Regions from separate parts of the Sus scrofa genome. Here region 1 is linked to region 2. Evidence: chromatin contacts called from public Hi-C data. All regions are on one chromosome and are shown on one strand. The core of a region is the stretch at or near the end of the contact, and the rest is flanking DNA. Distances in the headings are between cores, read along the strand shown. Region 1 holds the start of ENOX2 (ecto-NOX disulfide-thiol exchanger 2). Region 2 overlaps ENOX2 (ecto-NOX disulfide-thiol exchanger 2).

Region 1 (2,754 bases), core at 249-2,748, 120 kb before region 2:
ATATAATTAACCTCCCTGCCCCAAATCTGACAAATATCTCACTGGTTCCTCAAAGCTCATCATTCAAGTATTACTTTCCCCAGAAGTGGGATGAGTTCTTCCTCTTCTATGGTCCTACAGAACCTTACAGAGAATTTTTTAGAGCACTTTGCATGTTGTATAGCCTCTCTCCCTTCTTAGATTGTGAGCTACTTGAGAGGAAGGATTACTTTCCAATTCTGTAGCAATTGTGCCTAACCCAGTGCCTTGCACAAAGCAGATTGCTGAATAAATTATTGAATCCATCTTATTCCTGTAATGTCACTTTTTAAAATTTTAGGCAATTACCTTACCAAAATGCAATTCCTCTTTCTTTCCCTTCATTCCATTTGTGAGTCAAAAAGTTGTCCTTATCAGTAAAACTGTAGTAACCCAACTGTAACGATCCATTCAGCTATAAGGATTCATCTCTAACAAAGAAAAGAAAAGTCAAAAGTTAGGAGTAAAATTTGCCCTAATAAACAACTATTTTCTTCAAATTTTTAATCACTTGAAAGTGTTCAGGTGTCCTCACATATTGCTCTATCCACCTCTTTAAACATATCTTTTTAATTAAAAAGATAGTTTATTAAAGAAATATAGTTATTTCTTATTATTCAAGTTGTCTATCTTTTCTAAACTGTTGTATTACACCAATGATTGTGCTCACTGTTCTTCACAGTAACAAAGTGGGTTCATTATGGGTTAAAGAGGTTTCTTCTGGGCTGACTTCAATCGCATTTCTATGCCTGTTGTGGGACCATTTCGAAGTTAAAAAGATGGTTCCTAGTTATAAAGTATACATTTTCCAGAAACTTTAAAGTGGTTCTAATGCAGATGGTTCACACAGAATATACCTCGACAATTTTAAAGTACCAGTTAAAATTCTAAGCTTATCAGGGCATAAATAACATTTTTTAAAAAGCTACTGAATCAAAACCCAACGAGAATTTCAAATCACGATATAAAGTGTTCCCCTCCAGCTTAACCAACAGTACAATCAATCTAGAACTTCCATCTGATCCCACAAGCACAACCCATACCCCAGGTAGGGAGAGTCTGTAAAACTGCATAATCCAAACTACAACATCCAGAATACCCTCCTCAAGCCGAAACTCTGGGGACAATAAGAACGGGGAAAAGGCGGCTGGCGGGGCGTGGTGGAGAAGCTTCGGGGGCCGGAAGGAGGGGAGAAGAGAAGGAATTGTGGGTATATAAAAAGAAATGTCTCGACTCCATCTCCCATAATCCTCCGTCTTGACTTGCGTCTCTCCGCCAATGTCAATATTGGATTCCGCCCTCCGTCCCCGCCCCGCAGGAAGAACAGCTTCTAGCGACCGCAAACTACATTTCCCATGAGGACAAGGGCTCGGGCCTCCGGCTTCCCTGGAAACAAGTAGCCAATAGGAGACGCCGCAGCGGTTGCGGCGTCGGTGAGAGTCGAGCCTGGGCCTGGGCGCCGGGCCCAAGCCGGCAGCGCCAGGTGGGAGTTCAGAAGACGGGCGCCCGGCGTGGGGCGCCGCGAGGGCACCGCCCGCCCGGAAGCTGCTGCACCGGTCCGATTTTCCGCGGTTCTATAAGGAGTAGCGCTTCAGTAGCCGGGGACCTGGAGGTCAGAGAGGCAGAAAGCCTGAGCGGCTGAGGCTGGGGACTGTGGGACTGTGGGACTGTGGGGGCCTAGGGAGGAGGGAGCTTCCGGGGCCGCAGGCCTCAGCTCTGACTCCGCCCAGCTCCGCCTCCACGGGGGAGGGGGTGTCGGGCCGGTAGTTCCTTTGGGGGCCTGGGAATGCCTTGCCAGTCCCGGGCATGACTTTATGTCAAGTTTTCACTTTCTGCCTCTTTGATAATGAGGTCAAGATCGTTGCCATCTCTTTATCGGCCCCTGCAGCCACTTCCCCTTCCCTGACCAAGTCTTTGGAGCGGAAAGGGTTTCCCCTCAATTTCCAGAAGGGATGGGGAGCAGAGGAGGGAAGACATCTCACTTTTGAGAAATATGTGTTTAAGGTTCAGTGCAGTGTTCTGGTGAGAATAAAAAGCAAGTTAGACCTTTTTTAAAAACCAAGCGCTTTAGGGCTTTCCAGCAAGCATTCATGTTGACAAACATTTAGGGGGCACACCAACTACAGAATAAAGTAGACTGTGCAAAACGAGACTGTATTTTGTTATTACAAACGCGTGTAAAAAGTGCCGAGGGGTTAGTGGAAGGGGATACTGATGGGGTTGGTGGTTGATCAATGGAAGGTCAAGCCTAATCCTGGAAGTGCTGAAGGCTTGAAACTCTCATCTAGTTTCCAGACCTATCCTGATAGGCTTTGGGAAGAAGTTGTATTTTAATTTGGGCTCCAAAGGAGTAAAGAGGATTTAAAATGGGCAAAGGCGGCAGGCAGGCGGGAGTGGGGGGGGGGGCGGGGGAGGAGAAACTGCTTCCTAATATCGGGGTTGAAATTGGAGAAGGGTCTATAGAAGAGGAAGCACTTGTATAATAGGTGGGCTTCCCTGACTAGAGTAAAACGTGTCAGCAGGGATAGATTGGGAAAGAAATCGTGTTGACAAGCTTGGGGTCATAGTAATAGGACACTTTAAGGCATCCACATAGTTTGGATAGTATTCTGTATCAAATTAAAAGCAAAAAATTAAGATTAGGTGATTTTTGTTTTTTCATCCTAGGGGAACCTGATTTGAGATCAATTCTTGGAGAACACAAAGGAGTATGGTGGTATGTTCCAGGTGTGAGTT
Region 2 (2,741 bases), core at 195-2,694:
ATTTGAATTTTAAGCGAGAGCAACTATGACATGCAAGCTATTTTACGGAATGTGGTGAGTGAGGGTTGATGAGAGTGGCACATAAAGCCATTAGAGATGTGTCCAGGAGTTCCCTGGTGGCCTAGCAGTTAAAGATCCAGCACTGTCACTGCTGTGGCTTGGGCCATTGCTGTGGTGTGGGTTCCATCCCTGGCCCCTGAACTTCTGCCTGCGGCGGGCATGGCCAAAAGAGAGAAAGGGGAATAGAGGGGGAAAGAGAGAGAAAGAGAGAAAGAGAGAGAGAGAGAGAGAGATGTCCAGCTGCTCAAATGGAATGTGCTGTTTTGCAGGGCAGACAGGTCTCAGCAAGTGGCATTCCCTAGCTACAGTCTCTTTCTTCTGCTTACTTGATTCAATAACAATACAGGAGCAGTAGCTTTTATTAAATATTGATCGTATGCCAACCACTATAACCAGGTATTTTACATATATAAACTCAAGCAAACTTCATAACAAATCTATAAAATAGATACCATTTTCCCCTTTGTTTATAGATAAGAAAACTGAGCCTTAGAAAACTTATGAAACCTTCCAGCCTACAGCTGTTATATAGTAGAAGAGGACTTAAAAGAGGGAGGCAGGACACATCCCTGCCTCAAGGGCATGTGCTCAGTATCCTGGCTCTGACCTTAGACAAGTTATTGTAACTCTCTGAGCCTCAGTTTCCTCACCTATAAAATAGGAATAACAATACCAATGTACAGGTTATTTGGGGATTAAATGAGAAAATGGATAAACAGTGCTTAATACATGGTGTCCTTTTGTTCAGTGAATATTTATTTAGTCTTAAGTATGAAGCATTGCAGTAGGCTTTAAGAGTATGGCTATAAATAACACAAACTCCATCCTGGCCTTGTGATGCTCACAGTCTAGCAAAGAAGACAGTCATTAAGCAAATAATTACACAAATAATTATTTGCAATTATGCTGAGTGCTATCAAAGAGTGACTGCTTATAGTGAATACTCAGTAAATAAGAGCAAATATTTACTAAGTGGCTATTATGTGCTGGGCACTTAGCCAGGAAGAAATTGAGTGCAAGTGCATAATTAGATGAAGAGTAAAGGTATTTCCATGGAATTTTAGATTAGAATGAGGTTAATGAAGACCACTTCATTCCTCTGGTCAATCAAGGAAGTTTTGGAGGGAAGGAGGTGAAATTTCAGAGGATCCTTGGTTGAGTTCCCTGGGAAGAAGAGAGGTCAAGTTAAGAATGTGTTTTCTTTCCCCAAAATCAGTTCCTGGGGATCATGCGAGTCATCTAGTGTGGGCATCCTCAGCATGAGTGGCCTTTATATCTGGCAAGATAAAGGATTTTAGAAGACTTGTGTAACAAGCCATAGGAACCAGGCTTTCCCTCTGAAATGAACGCCAAGTGCTAAATTTGCTTTAGAACTTGGCATAAAGTCTGAGCAGGCAATGAGTCATAACTACGTACTGTTTTCAGATGCTAATTTAAATATCATCCCATACAAATATAGTGGTTCCACTGGCAAGCTGTTTTCTAACCTGGCCTTTTTTTTTTTTTTTTCCTTTCCATGATTACCGTGCTCTAGGCTGAACACCCTGAGAAACATTTACTAATGCATCCTAAATTATCTCAGCTGGGTAACCACAAGATTTTAGCTTCTTTAGATTTTGTACCAGGCCTCTGTCAAACAGTTCTTTCCAACATTAGGTTTGTACAGAGATGTATACATGTCTTCCAGGCTGGGATTCCCATCAATTAAGACTGTTGCCCTTTGCTATGAGATAACAGTCTCTTCGTGACATAGCCTGCAAAGAGGGAGGTGCCTTTCACTTCTCGTTCTCCTGTCAAACAGCCAGTCAGTTGGAGAGCGTTGTGTTGAAGCTCTGACTGCCCAGAACGTTCTCTCTCGATTGGAGTCAAGTAAAGGTAGCTAAGGAACTTGATTCTCTGCCTTTACTCGGGGCCCCTAGCAAATGATGTTAAGTGTGACTTGAGACTTGACACATCAGTAGCTAAAAGTCTGTTTCTATGTATGTGGAACATGTAGTAATGGAGGAAGGTCTCATTACTACTCTCATTTCACAGATGAGGTAATGCAGATTCAGAGACTCGATGTCCTGCCCAAGATTAGACAGCCAGTAAACTATTCAAACCCAGGGTTTCCAGTCATGGGTCCTGTGCATTTTGCATCATGCCTCACTGATTTCTAAGGTTTCCGAAGAAGGCAGTGGCGTGATCTGAGCTATACTTTCCAAATATATCCTAGCCAAAATGTTTTTATTATGGATTGTAAAGGGGCAGAACTGGAGAGACAAGTTTGAAGACTTCTGAAATTATCCCAGGGAAGTGACATCTGGTCCTGAATCAGTGTTATGGGAGTAGGGATAGAAAAGAAAGGATAGATAAAAGAAACTTAATGAAGGTAAATCATGCTGACCATTATGGCTTAAAGAGCCATAAAGCCTAGAAATGAAAAAGATATGAAAATCATTGGGCCCGGTTCTCTTTCTTTCAGCAGAATATAATTATCCCCACCTTTACAGGTGAGTCAACTATGATTCAACCCAAGTGACTTGCTCAGAGTCTCAAACTAGTTTCGGCAAAAAATGGAGCTGGAGCTCAGGACTCCTTATAACAGTATTCTTTCCACTAAAGCGTAGGGTCTTCCAAATCTGTTTTTTAGCTTGTTAGTTTTTTAAAAAAAGCATTTTATTGAAATGCACAAAAGGGAA

The links. Hi-C and Micro-C count contacts between places; a contact is called where the count stands out from the background.
Region 1: a Hi-C map of skeletal muscle shows a contact between it and region 2, with 5 times the contacts expected there. The contact joins the promoter of ENOX2 here to the enhancer-like site in region 2. A contact is called at or near these places in 4 of 47 Hi-C or Micro-C datasets (fibroblasts, psoas muscle and skeletal muscle) and 2 of 2 datasets of contacts at active chromatin or transcription factors (alveolar macrophages and skeletal muscle).

What each region holds. Positions count from the first base shown.
Region 1 is chrX:107,367,188-107,369,941 of Sscrofa11.1, reverse strand. ENOX2 (ecto-NOX disulfide-thiol exchanger 2) reads left to right here and starts at 1,498. Exons shown (of 15, transcript XM_021080170.1): 1 at 1,498-1,574; 2 at 2,686-2,745. It overlaps ARHGAP36 (rho GTPase-activating protein 36), which reads right to left and starts at 1,390. Exons shown (of 13, transcript XM_021080173.1): 1 at 1,118-1,390; 2 at 333-449. The coding sequence starts at 363.
Region 2 is chrX:107,245,399-107,248,139 of Sscrofa11.1, reverse strand. All of the region lies in intron 3 of ENOX2 (ecto-NOX disulfide-thiol exchanger 2), which reads left to right. Among named protein-coding and RNA genes, the nearest start is that of ENOX2, 120 kb to the left of the region's middle. Within about 2 kb of position 1,444, at least 1 of the 83 cell types and tissues checked has an H3K27ac peak or open chromatin away from gene starts, as enhancers often do. A contact at or near this core is called in skeletal muscle, where this site is marked.